Linked DNA regions of Mus musculus: region 1 is linked to region 2. Evidence: chromatin contacts called from public HiChIP or PLAC-seq data. All regions are on one chromosome and are shown on one strand. Each heading gives the region's core, a stretch centred on a gene start, on an enhancer-like site or on the middle of the called end of the contact. The rest is flanking DNA. Distances are from core to core; before and after follow the strand shown. Region 1 has its middle 34 kb from the start of Atg4c. Region 2 holds the start of Dock7 (dedicator of cytokinesis 7).

Region 1 (6,427 bases), core at 2,601-5,100, 40 kb after region 2:
GCTTTCCACGCACACACATACAAGCACCACCGGAGCTGGGTTTGCGGCTCTGTCGCTCTGACTCTTCATCCCACTGTAATTTTCTTCATTGCACCTATCTGTATCCCACAGATATCTGTTACATTTGTTAGTTTCTTATCTGTTTCTTCCCACAAGCTCCCCTAACAGAACCTTCAAATCTTTGTCAATATGACATAATATTTGCACATCACTGTTTTAATTTGCATTTTCATACAAGCATTAGCTACTTTCTGTTCCTGTGGCAAAGTCCCCTGGCCAAAAGCAACTTAAGGGAGATAACGTTTATTTTAACTTACAGTTCCAAAGGGATAGGCGGAGCCCTTGACGGCAGAGCAGAAGCCTGACCACAGGGGTCAGCCTCTGCATCTGCAGCAGGATGCTGAGGGAGAGGTCAAGTCCTTTGCTGTAAGCACAAAGCAGAGACAGTAAACGTGTGTGTGTGTGTGTGTGTGTGTGTGTGTGTGTGTGTGTGTGCATCTCAGTCAAGCCACGGCAATGTGTAAATCAAGATTCACAGGAGCGCTTTCTATAGCTGATTAGTAGGCATGAGTGTTTTCCTCAGTTGAGTAAATGTTACATACTACATACTTCAGACCCTAGCTCCCCTTTAATAAAGTGATTATTTTTACAGTAACTCTATCATGCATGATTATTGATTTATTTATTTACTTATTTATTTATATCCATTCCCAGTTGTATGATGGGCTGTTTTTCATCCTAGCCCCAAGTTCCCCAGAAGAACTCAGACTCAAAATATACTTACAAATACCTATACCATATAGCTAGGGTCGTTCCCTGGCTAACTAATAGTTTAAAATAAGCCATTTATACTAATCTACGTTCTGCCATGTGGCTATGTGGCTGCTTACCTCTGCTCAGGTACCATGTGCCAGTCCTCTTCACATCCTGACACCCCTGTGTCTCCTCCCACACCTTGCTCTATCCCAGAATTCTTTCTGCTTTTCAGATGTCTCAACTTTTTTGTTTGTTTGTTTTTGGTTTTTTGTTTTGTTTTGTTTTGGTTTGGTTTTTTGGTTTTGGTTTTGGTTTTTGTTTTTTTGTTTTTGTTTTTGTTTTTGTTTTTTTGGTTTTTCGAGACAGGGTTTCTCTGTGTAGCCCTGGCTGTCCTGGAACTCACTTTGTAGACCAAGTTGACCTGGAACTCAGAAATCCACCTGCCTCTGCCTCCCCAAGAGCTGAGATCAAAGGCGTGTGCCACCACTGCCCAGCAATGTCTCAACTTTTATTCTATCCTTTCCTATAGGGCATAGGTTCTTAAATTGACAGGTGATGCATCCATACAACAGCCAAGATATTCCTCTCTACAATCTCCTTTCAGGAATAATTAGAAAAATGTTTTTAAAAGCATGTATAATAAAGTGGCAAGCTATAAGTATGTAAATGACTATTTAGCAAAAGAATACTAGTATGGAGGCTAGAGAAATAACTGAGATTCAGGTTTAATTCCCAGCATGCTCATGGTGGCCCACGGCTGTCTGTAACTCTAGTTCCAAGAAATCAGATGGCTCCTTCTGGCCTCTGAGACCATCACAAGTGATACACCCATATATACACATAGGTAAAACACCCATACACATAAAATAAAGCTTTAAAAAAAGAATGCTAATGTGACAACCATCATGGTAAACACTGTATTTGATTTGTGGGCTTTGTCCCCACAAACTTCTCAGTATTATTATAAAATTATTCTATAACTTAGGTTGTACATATAAAGATGAACACAAATACTCTTTATTCTGGAACTCACGCCCTGTGTTAAGCCCCTCTCCTTGAATGTGGATGAAGTCTGTGGCTTGCTTTAACCAGTGGCATATAGCCCAGATGACGAGACGCTGTGCATGACCACAGAGCATGCAGCTGTAACTTTGACCCTGCTGGTGAACTCCACTGACTCACTGGTCCTGATGAAGCAAGTGACCACAAGGAAAGACTTATGTCACAAGGAATTAAAGATACCATCTGTGGAATAAGATCCTCAGTCTGCCAGCCTGCAAGAATGTGAACGTGACCAGTAGCCAGGTGAACTTGGTCAAGGGTCCCGTTCCAGTGGAACCTTACAGAATATCTGACTGAAGCTGCTGAGGCACCAGGACTCACAGGACTGAAGTGAAGTTATACCTAGCTCACAGGTCAGAGAAAGGAGGAGAGTTCAAATGAATTTGTCTTGAATCTTTAACCAATGAATGATGTTTTAGTCTATTAGGTTTGTGGTACTATTGCTATACAGTGATAGACTTATTAAGAAAGAGAATTCCTGAAAGGAAGTTGTGTCTGCTGAAGCTGACTGATTCATTGGAACTGATACCGTGGGGAGGTTGGAATGTTGCAGGTCCAGAGGTTAGTTACTGTATCTTAACTTGTGGGGAGGTTGGAATGTTGCAGGTCCAGAGGTTAGTTACTTTATCTTAGGCTGGTTCTAGCTCTCCAGAACAGCCATTCCTTGTTTACCACTGTATCAGAACTAACATCCGTGACAAGTAGATAGAAACCTTTTAGACTCCATTAACTTGGCAGGCCAGTAGCTCTGGTTTTTCGTTGAGATTACTGACACAATGAAAGTGTGGGAAATGCTACATCTTACTGTTTTCCAGGGCTAAATTAATCAAGTCTGTTACGGTCGATAACTCTTGTTAGGGGGCTTCACTTCATCTCCTATGAAAGACGGTCAAGGCTTATGTAAGAAGACCCATGATGAGAAGAGCAGGAGGAAAGCTCTCAGTCCATTACTACACTGATGAGATGTCAGTTGCCCAAATCACAGAGTCTTTTGAAAGGCGACCACTTCCATGAAGAGATATCTGCTCTTTCTGCCAGATGTTGACAGCTGGGACCCTCATTCCACAGGGATGACTTTGCTCAGCTCGTCTCCAGGGACATGGGGACACACACACACACACACACACACACACACACACACACACACACACACGCCTCTCAAGATTCCTGTTACTTCCAAACTACTATAAGGAGCATAGCTCCTAGAGGCCTTCCTTACTGTTTCATACTCAAATTATCTTGACTCCATTACCTTCTCTCTGGCTCCCAGATGTTCTTGTTTTCTAGGTCAAGTCTCTAAGATCCTAGATTTCAAAAACCAATTGTTCTTTTAACCAAGTGAAGGTAGCATAAGGGCTATCATTAATCTATCTATAAACCCTTCATGCCCAGGAAAAAATAACTCTCCTCCTCCTCCTCCTCCTCCTCCTCTTTTCTCATTTTTGGTTTTCGAGACAGGTTTTTTTCCTGTATAGCCCTGGTTGTCCTGGAACTTACTCTGTAGACCAGGCTGGCCTCAAACTCAGAGATCCTCCTGCCTCTGCCTCCCAAGTGCAGGGATTAAAGGTGTGTGCCACCACTGCCTGGCAGGGACAAATAACTTTTTGGAATGTTCCATTTGATGTTCATGTAAGATAATAAATCATGTGTTTTCACTTCAGCACACAAGGTTGGTTGCCCCAGTTGCAAAGGATGTGCTGGACCACACATAGGTGGGAGATGTGTGACAGGAAGCACCTCAGGATGTATGCTCATCCCCAATTAGACAGAGGCAGAAAGTGCTTAGCCTTATGGGATTGGCCTTTAAGGAATTTGACTGCCCTAATTCAGCAACATTCTCTGAGAATCCCAGGTATGGACCTGGCCAGTGTGCATCTTTCTGGCCAGGACTAAATAAAACCTTGCTTTAACTGGACACTTGTAGATTTGGACTCTCTGCATAATTTTCAGGTTTCATAGTAACTTCAACCTGCTAAATAGAGCGCAGTCTTAGTTATCCCAAGCAAGTGAGGCAAAATGAACTTCCATTCTTTTGTGATGACTCCTCAGCAAGCACAAGTCAGTTAATCTGTTGCCTAGGTTACCAGCCACGGAGGGGCGGGGGGGGGGGAGGGGGGACCAGCCAAAGGGAGACAAAAACAAGGGCAGTCCCAATTTTTTGGTTATTGTGAAAGATGCCACAATAATGCTGTCTCTTCATGAAAAACAAGACTTCTAGCTCAAGATCCTTCAGGGAATTTCTGTCTTAGGAAATAAGAGGGATAAGAGTAGTAAGATTTGCTTATTTAATACTAATTTAAAATCCATTCAATCATAAGTGAAGCCTTCATCTAATGTTCTAAGGAGTAATAACATCCATTGGAAAACAAAAAAAGCTATTGTTCTTTTAAACTATGTGTAACTTCCAAAAATAAAACTTAAAATTTATATGAAAAAAAAATAAAAATAAAATAAAATCCAGATGTTGGTGAGACCCGCCTGCCAATGTCGCCTAGACTTGTACTAGTTACTACCCGAGAATGAGGAGAGGAGAGCATCGGATGTGGAGACACTATGGAAGAGAGATGGTAAACTGCAACCAAACACAGACATACCAAATTCTCTTCGCAGTATTGGAGACTTTGAATGTGTTGGGAAAATGTTCTACCACTTTGGGCTACAATTGTCAACATAATGTCAAAATTTTTGTGTATTGTCTTTCTGGTTTCTGAGGCTCTATCTTTCTTTCTCCCCCACCCCACCCCCCTTTAGATGCATTGGACCATATCTAAACTCCTAAACCAAATACACATTGGTTTCTTTTCTTTTTTTTTTTTTACTCGAAAAGATATGGATTTATTTTTACAATGGTTACACCCTCCCCCTCCCTCTCCCACTTTCCCTTTTCTCTAATAGTCCTGTATTATTCTTCCCACTCAATAGTAGAGAACAGCCCAAAGACTTCCTCCCACAACCTACTTACAGGAAAGAATAAAAACAATTCAACTCCAGCTGGGCCTGCACAAAAGCCAGGAAGCTTTCTTGGATCTGGGAGTCTTGTGGGAGCAGCTAGCAGCTTAGGTGCTTTCTGGCAAGTTTTGATTCTGCTCTTGCTGCAGAAACCGTAAGCTGCCCGACACTGACGATATTCAGTAATCGTTGCCAAGTTTAATTCCAGTTGGGTTGTTTGGAGGGCTTGAGTGACCACGGGAGAAACATTTTTATAAAGCTCCTTGTTTGGTGCACTGGCAATTTGCTCAGGAAATGTGAGTCAGTCTCCCTCCCTCTGTCTCAGAAAAAAAATAGCTTGATTTCTCTCCTCTAAACTGGAGGCTAGCCCATAAATATGACCATCACACTTGGCCTCACCTTGGAACGAGACCTTCAGCTGCACTGCAGAAGCAGTGTTTGTCTCAGGAAGTACAGACCCAGAGAATGCGTAAGCTAATTTCTTTACAGTGTCAAACCGTAGGACAAATGGATAAGGTGCGCATTTAACATATCACAGTGGACCTGCAAATGGTTATTAACATATCAAAGTGGACCTGGCTACTTGGTTCTCCCAGCATCCCTCAGTCCCTACCTGTTGCAGGGCCCTCCTGGATGCCTCCCACCCTAAACTTCTCCAGGACAGGGACTGGGCTGTCCTTCCTGTCAGCTGCCCTTCGATATATAATCCAGCCATTTTGATTACCTGGTCTTTTCAGTCTACTCTCTTTTGGGCTTCCTGGCTACCTCACTTGGTTCCCTGAACTCTCCCCTCTCCCTTCCCCTCTCTCCTCTCTTCACGTGGCTCAGGGTCCTGTCCACTCTGGAGTCTCCCAGATGCCCCTGCCTCTGGCTATGTTTATCTGTAATATCTATAGTAATATCTATAATAAACATTCTCCTCCACCATACACCGATCAGTCTTGTTCCTTTCCTTTTTATTTCTTTTTTTTCATTCACTTTTAGACAATAAGCAGATACATTTTTAATATTTATCTTTATGCATCCATTTAAACAAACTCATGTGTTAACCCATAATTTCATGCATGTTATTGCTTAAGATTAGGTTAAATAAAGTTTAAAAGTCCAAGGAAAACAGGGAGGAAATAACGATTGTCAGGCAGACCTCCAGCCTCTGAGAGCAGCAGCCCAGGAGTTCAGCAAACTGAATGGCATATGGATAGCTGATGTTTCCAGAAACATTATCCAAATAAAAAAAAGACCTAGGATTTATCTCCAGCAGAATGCTATCAAATTCAGTCTTGCTACTGAGCAGTTCTATACTGTAAGCAACTTCACAAACCTCTGAATGGGCACCCTCATTTGCAGTATAAGGATAAAATCCATCACAAAGTTCTTCACATAAACTAAGATGCGAGATTTCAGTTTAGGATTATACTGAGAACAGCTCACGCTCGCTAAGAGCCACACCCTATCTGACTCTTTCTTAACTGCGTCTCCCGACTCTTATTTATTGTCATTTATCTTACATTAAAGTCTTGAAGCAATAAAGCAAGCAATCAGTTCTCTTAGCCAACAGTGGCGTCAGAAAATGCTCGTACTTCTAGGAGACAGAAAAGCTCCAGAATCGGGCTCTGTTTTCGGGTGTAGGATATTGGACTTTCTCCTCGTATGTACTGCA
Region 2 (6,654 bases), core at 1,508-4,007:
AAGCCATGTCCTCAAGAAGAAGAAAGAACAAAGAAGCAATTTCTTGATATGGGCAAAATGAATAGGGCTTTGGGAAGCTGAGTTGAAGTAAGCCAGCCAATCAGGTAAACACGAATAAAGAACTTCTTGAAATCACATTCCAGCCTCAAAATACTAACAGCATTCCATGAAAAGGGCTGAAAAAAATAACTCAGCCAGAAAAAGCTGACTAGCATGGTTCTTTATAAAGACTTCTAGACCATCATGATTTTTTTTTCACACAGCAGTAGGTTTTCACAGAGCAATGAATTTCATATATGCATATATTATGGAAAAGACTGTCACTCTGAAGAAAAGGTACTAAGCCTCATTTCATATACATTACAAAAATGAAATAGCTGCTATTTACTAAGCATTACTGCACACACGGCTTTATTCTAAGCACATTAGTTTCTTTAACCTCATAGCAACCCTATGAGAAAAGTTCTAGGATTATCGCCACTTTTAGGGCAAACAGAAATGGAATCAAGTAACTTGGTCAAGTTTAGTCAATGGGTGGCAGGGCCAGGCTGTCAACCCCAGTGTATCCCCAGAAACACTGTGCTGTTTCTGCTGGCAGGAAACTTAAAAGCAGAGCTCCGGTTTCCTCAGAAGTCTTATTTAATGATACTCAGTAAGTTTCTTCAGAAGTCTTATTTAATGATACTCAGTAACAAGGAGGACCCATACTCATCCATAATAGATACCTACTAACTGCGCACAGCATTCTGTCCTTGGTTTTCTCTCTATGACCCTATCAGCATCTCAGGCTTCACTCATCGTCTACTTCCTGATGGTTCTGAATTCGAGGTCCCCATTCTCTCCTACGTCTCAAGCCAGTACCAAAAAGCTAATAGATGTCTCCACTTAATGCTATATAAGCCCCCAAAGCCAAGATGTCTACACCTGAATCCTCACTTCCATCCAATCTTATCCCCAATTCGGAAACCACTTCCTCCTATGCACAGCTCTAGATATGAGTAGATGTCCTTCTATCATTCAGCTGGCTGCACAGCTGGAAAGCTGGGTGGCAGGAAAGGCGCATGGCCCCACTCTTCCTCAACTTCCACTCGCAATCACTCATCACTGCCATGTCTACCTAAACGTCTCCTGCAACAGCACAGGCTTCATTTCCCTGCCTTGATTTTGTAACTTCCAAGGCTAGCCTGACTCACGTTTGAGGCTGCTTTCCACAACAGAGTCTGTTTTCTGTCTTGAGACTAGTTCCATCTGATATCTCCATTCACAGAGAAGAGGCACTATCTATATTTCATACCTTACCCTCAAGGGTGTACTTACTTTATGAGATATAAACTCTAAGATCTATTTAAAAGAATTGTACAAAATGTGTCCTTTAATGGCATGCCTTAAGACCCCAAAACAAAAACTCATACTTTCCAATCCCAATTACAAATGTTCAATGATAATATGGACAATGCACTATTAAGTGCTTTATAAAAAAAATGACCATTTAAAATTCACGACAACCCAATAAGCTAGATACCATTATTACCATTTTTCAGATGAGACAACTAACATGCAAGAGAATTTCAACAACCTGGTGAAGGTCCCGATTTTAAAAACACTCAGTATTGTAATTTATCTTAGTCTACCAGTAGCACCCATATTCCTAAGAACTTATTTAAGAAGAATATGAAATACATATTTTAAAACTCAAAAAGGGTTCATTTACATCTGATCTTAGCCAAAGACAGAGATGCAATGAGATGTTAGTTTTAAATGGGAAAAAAAAAAAAGTGTCCCAAAAGCCTTAACATTGTGGGGGTCCGGAAACTAATAAAAGCTTTTCTCCAACATATCCAAAAACCTTCTACAAATATCAACAAGCTAAAAAGATTCAGAACCACAGAAATATATACAGCCATCACAAAATTTCATCTGAATGTTGCCTTTCTTTAAGCCTAAGTCGCAGAAATAAGGCTTTAATGAGACAACAAACAAACAATGCCTAGTTCCTTATCCATAAGTACATCCCATAGCTAAATTCTACAAACATCCTTCCATTTTTTTATCTGGACAGGGAGGTAAACTGCTGGGGAACCTTATCCTCGGTGGGTGGTTTACTCCTAGGCCCACGCATAAAGCCCAGTGCGGGTCGGGTCATCCATCTTCCTCTGGGGCCAGAGAAAGAACGCCCACCGAGCCCACGGGTAAGTGGGGTGCTCCCATGTCCCGCAGCCCATAACTTTGCACTGCGGCCTCAGTGTGCCTGTGCAGGCGTGGGTGCGGAGCCGCTGGGGCGGGCGGGGCGTCCGGGGTGCTGTCAGCGGTGGCGACGGGTGCGTGAGCGCCGTGGCCTCCACGCCAGTTCCTTTTGTTGGGGCGCCCGGAGCCGGGGCGTGGGCGTGGAGCGCCGGGGAGGACGCGACTGCGGACACAAAGAACCGCCGAGCTGCCGCACGCCCTGCGGGCCTGGCGGGGCGCGGACTGCAGGCCCGGGACCGCGCGGCAAGGCCCGTGGGCCGCGCCACACCCACCCTCGCACCCCGGGGGCCCGGCCGGGCTCCCCGCCGCGTACCTGCTGATCTTCTGAGCGAAGGCGCGGCGCTCCGCCATGGCTGCGGCGGCGCGGGGCTGGACGCGGGGCTGGACGCGGGGCTGGGCGGCCTCCTCCTCCTCGCGCTCCCGTTCGCGCTCCCTCCCGCGCGCTCGCCCGTCGGCTCTCCGGACCCCACCGCGAGGCTGGGCCGGCCGCTGGAGCGCGGAACCAGGGTACCGTAATGCGCCGAGGAGGCGCGCACGAGGAACCTCTCTCTGCCCCCGCCCCCGCCACCCCCCTTCGCCTCGCGCGCCAATCCCGGCTGGAGGCCGGGCTGGAAGGCCGCCGGAGCCCGCGGGAGCTGATGCGACGCCGGGTGTGGAACCGGGCCGCGAGCCCTCGCTGCCCTGCCGCCACGACCGGGAAGACCCACGACGGGGCCGTGACCGTAGCCGCCGAACGCGCGCGGGGCTGTGCTTTCCCCAAAGGGAAGGTTAGGAAATGGAAAGGGCCTTGCGGCTTGGTTCCTGCAGCTCCTGACTCCAGGCAGTTTAAAGCACCTTTCTTGCACGCCCCGACCTCGTGAGTGGGGTCTAGCTGGAGAAACAATGGCTCTTCTTTGTAGAAAGAACTCTCCCACAAAGGTGGTGTGATAATCGCTGATTTGTGGTGCATGGCCAAGCTTACACGCATGATCTTACTTAATCTCCACAACAGCTCTTTGAAGTAGATTTAGCTCCATTTTAGAGAGAAAAAAATTGTCTCAGAGAAGCTGTGACTTGCCCTTGGTCACACATGGCAAGCTCCTCCCGTGAACGTGAGACCCAGAGCCCAGGCCCTTTTCTCCAAGAACAGTTATCCCTGTAAAGAATTCTCTTGTGAGTCCTTTACAGTTACTCTGGCATTCTCATTTCATATGTATGCGTACATGCATATCCATCAGATGAACTGTTTTCCATCCTTTTGATGTTCTATAAATAGAACCTGTGTCAGTCTTGTTCTAATGCATTGGGTTCTGAAATTGTGAAACTAAGAAAAATCCTTTGGCTTCTTGTGACACCTTCCCTCCTAAATGTTTTAAGAATTTAATATACCTTATTTGCAGTTACTAAATGTCCTCTGTATCCTTGTGGAGCGTGTTAGATTGTCTCTCACCATAGCGAAACCTTCAGCTTGAAGCCTGGTCACTTGCCCAGTCATACAGAACAGAAAGCACTCATTAAGTGGGTCCAGGACTTCCCGTCTGTACCCTAACCTGGGTTTGAACCAGGTGATTGGATGCCTTTAAAACACTGGTTTACGGTGAGGATAGCCCATTCGAGGTGGGTATATATTTAACATGTACTTAAATGCAGGTATGCTAGAGCCCAAATGTGAGCTAGCTGCGGTTCTGTTTTCAGAATATTTGAGTCCATGGGGAAAGATACAGCTGCTCCAAGTCTAACTTTGCTGTAACACTGTTCCAGACCTTTCCATTGTTCATGATAGAAACCCAGTTGCTTTCTGCCTCCTCCCCATGTGACCTTGAGCAAATTACTTAAACAACCGGAACAGTGTTACTTAGTTGCAAGCATAGTGTGAAGATGCACTGAATTCAAGGTCTAAGTGTGGGGTCTGGGCTGCAGTGGGTACCTACCTAGCTGCTACAGTTTCCTCGCAGGTGTTATCAATATCCATGGTATACTTGACTTTGTCCTTGGTGCTTCAGAGTCTCTGGATGGCTTGTCTGCTTTCATGCTCCCAGGCAGATGTTGTAGGCCTTTATCTCTGCTTGACAAACATCTTCTCAGTACTCTCTTAGAGACTGAGCACATTTTGCTTTGAATAGTTCTTTGTATACATGACTCACTAGTTGCCAAAGAGTCTGAAAGGACATTGCATGCACTGTGAAGCTTACTGGAAACAGTAGGAATGGAACAAGCGGCTCAAAAAAAAAAAAAAAAAGTACCCGGAGAAATGGAGTCTGGGGAAGACTCCACACAGGAAGTGTGACCCTGACCTCAGGAAGACCTGTCCTGCAACTAACCAAGTCCAGTGTGAGCCAGTACCCATATGCCGTAGAGATCCAAACTAAAGGAAAGATACACAGACCTCAGCAATGGAAATGAAAATAGAATTGCTTTGGCTGCCCAGTGTTTATGTGCCCCACAACCCTTTACAGGCATGCATGCATGTACATGCATCTCAGTCCCCTGTTCTCTGAGGAGTTGATTACCTCACCGATATTTTTAAGAGTGTGGGGGGGGGGGGTGATCTGGTCCTGACAAATGGACCAGCCTCAGGTTAGGCACATGAATCAAGCCAAGAGCATCAGGACCATGAACCAGGGACTTCACATCATTAACTTCTTCTGGACTCAGAGCCACACAGAGCAATGAAGAGAGCAAAAATCCTGTAGGTGAGCTCCTTATGGCCCCTTATATGACATGAGCCCTGGACTTTGCTAGGGGTTTTGTTTATTCAGTTCAGAGTTTTCTTCCTTCCTTCCTTCCTTCCTTCCTTCCTTCCTTCCTTCCTTCCTTTTTTCTTTTCATCTATCTTTTTATTTTTTTAAGATTTATTTATTATTATGCGTAAGTACACTGTAGCTGTCTTCAGACTCACCTGAAGAGGGCATCAGATCTCATCATGTGGTTGCTGGGATTTGAACTCAGGACCTTCACAAGAGCAATCAGTGCTCTTACCCGCTGAGCCATCTCGCCAGTCCTTCAGCTATCTTGAATTGGATAATATTATTTAGTCTTACCTGACACAGGCCTTCAGTCAGTCAATGTACATGTTCATTCCTGGAAATACAATGTAATTAAGACTTATTTCTATCCTCAAAGAGTTAGGGAATCGTCTTGGAGAGGTAAATTCTTATGCACTTATGATGTGTGTTCAGTGGTGAGGCTGGATACTTTAGGAAGTTGGCTGAGTACATCTAGCATCAGTTTTGTAATTTAGAAATCATGGTACTCCCCCCTAGACTGCTTGCTGCATTTGAGGCAGTGTGTGAAGTGAGCAGAGTTTAACCCTTGCTTTTCTGGAAATGTCAGTAGTCTGATTATTGGCTGGCATTCAGGACCCAAGCTCCAGCCAACAAAACAATTTAGCAGGAGCCAAAACCACTTTCCCAAGAGTAGCCTCAAAAGTGTACATTAATGGGGCAGGAAACGCTCAGGACAGTCTTCCCATTAGATGTGCAAGTGTTTGAAAGGCCCTCAAACAGAAGACCCAGGAATACGGTACGGGGGGGGGGGGGCAGGAAAAGTCCCATGAGTTCTGTGTCCTATCTTTTATTGCAATACCAGTGAGGATTTGGGTTAGGGGATGCTCAGGGCTCTGAGGCTACTGTACAAGGAATATTTGCCTCATGAGATACAGTTCTGACTTTGCAAGCAGAATGTATTCTCCTTCAGCTTTGGGTAGCATAAGCCACAGCTCTTTTTTCAAACTTGGTCCTTAGGAAATACTACCAATCCATACAATAAGATGAATATATATTGCCATCCCCAAGAGCCTCTGTCAAGGCCACATAGGGGCGGCCCAGAGGAAGGAAGGGCTGGAGCATATACTTAGGTTCACTGCAGTCCCAAAGTCGAACTAGTGCTGGGCTCTATGTCCAAGCTTTTGCCTAGTCCTATCCCTTTTCACACTGTCTCAACACCTAGCAAATGTAATGTTTTACAAGGCTCAACTTTGAACCCTAAAACCTAGCCATACTTCACAACTAATAGCACCAATGTTTGCTCTACAGTAATACTATGTTATTCAGTTATTGTCAGATAATCTACTAGCACTGGTCTTTTCTTCAGCATTGTATCTGCAGCATCTAATGTGCTAGTTAACTCATTATAACCCCTTATGTATATATTTTTAGTTAATAGGAGCCATAGCTAAAATATTTTCAGATACTGCTTTGATTTTGTTTTCTCCAAATACATGTTTATTTTGGAGGCATTGCTGAAACACTAAAGTAATGGCATGGAAAGAGTTGAAAGCACATATGGTACCATCACAGGGTAAACTGAGGCAGGCAGCAAGGTGGCATTGGTGATCAAGGTCAAAACCTTTTGGCAGTTTAACTCTTTTTTTGTTATTCTGAGATCAAAAGCTGTTGGCTTCTGGCAATTAATTCCTGCTGATAGCAGCAA

The links. HiChIP or PLAC-seq counts read pairs in DNA pulled down with a chosen protein or histone mark.
Region 1: a contact with region 2 is called in an H3K27ac HiChIP or PLAC-seq map of embryonic stem cells, with 10 read pairs. The contact joins the enhancer-like site here to the promoter of Dock7 in region 2. A contact is called at or near these places in 22 of 39 promoter capture datasets (the 3T3-L1 cell line, 3T3-L1-derived adipocytes, the C10 cell line and 15 more), 1 of 15 datasets of contacts at CTCF or cohesin (the NIH/3T3 cell line), 52 of 484 Hi-C or Micro-C datasets (the 3T3-L1 cell line, 3T3-L1-derived adipocytes, the AML12 cell line and 32 more), 9 of 115 datasets of contacts at active chromatin or transcription factors (bone marrow-derived dendritic cells, bone marrow-derived macrophages, embryonic fibroblasts and 5 more) and 4 of 9 other capture datasets (adipose tissue, bone marrow-derived macrophages, liver and 1 more).

The regions. Positions count from the first base shown.
Region 1 is chr4:99,156,756-99,163,182 of GRCm38.p6, forward strand. No RefSeq gene overlaps it. Among named protein-coding and RNA genes, the nearest start is that of Atg4c, 34 kb to the right of the region's middle. Within about 2 kb of position 3,851, at least 67 of the 459 cell types and tissues checked have an H3K27ac peak or open chromatin away from gene starts, as enhancers often do. A contact at or near this core is called in the C2C12 cell line, the MC38 cell line, the NIH/3T3 cell line and 12 more, where this site is marked.
Region 2 is chr4:99,118,168-99,124,821 of GRCm38.p6, forward strand. Dock7 (dedicator of cytokinesis 7) reads right to left here and starts at 2,758. Exons shown (of 50, transcript NM_001369286.1): 1 at 2,558-2,758. The coding sequence starts at 2,595.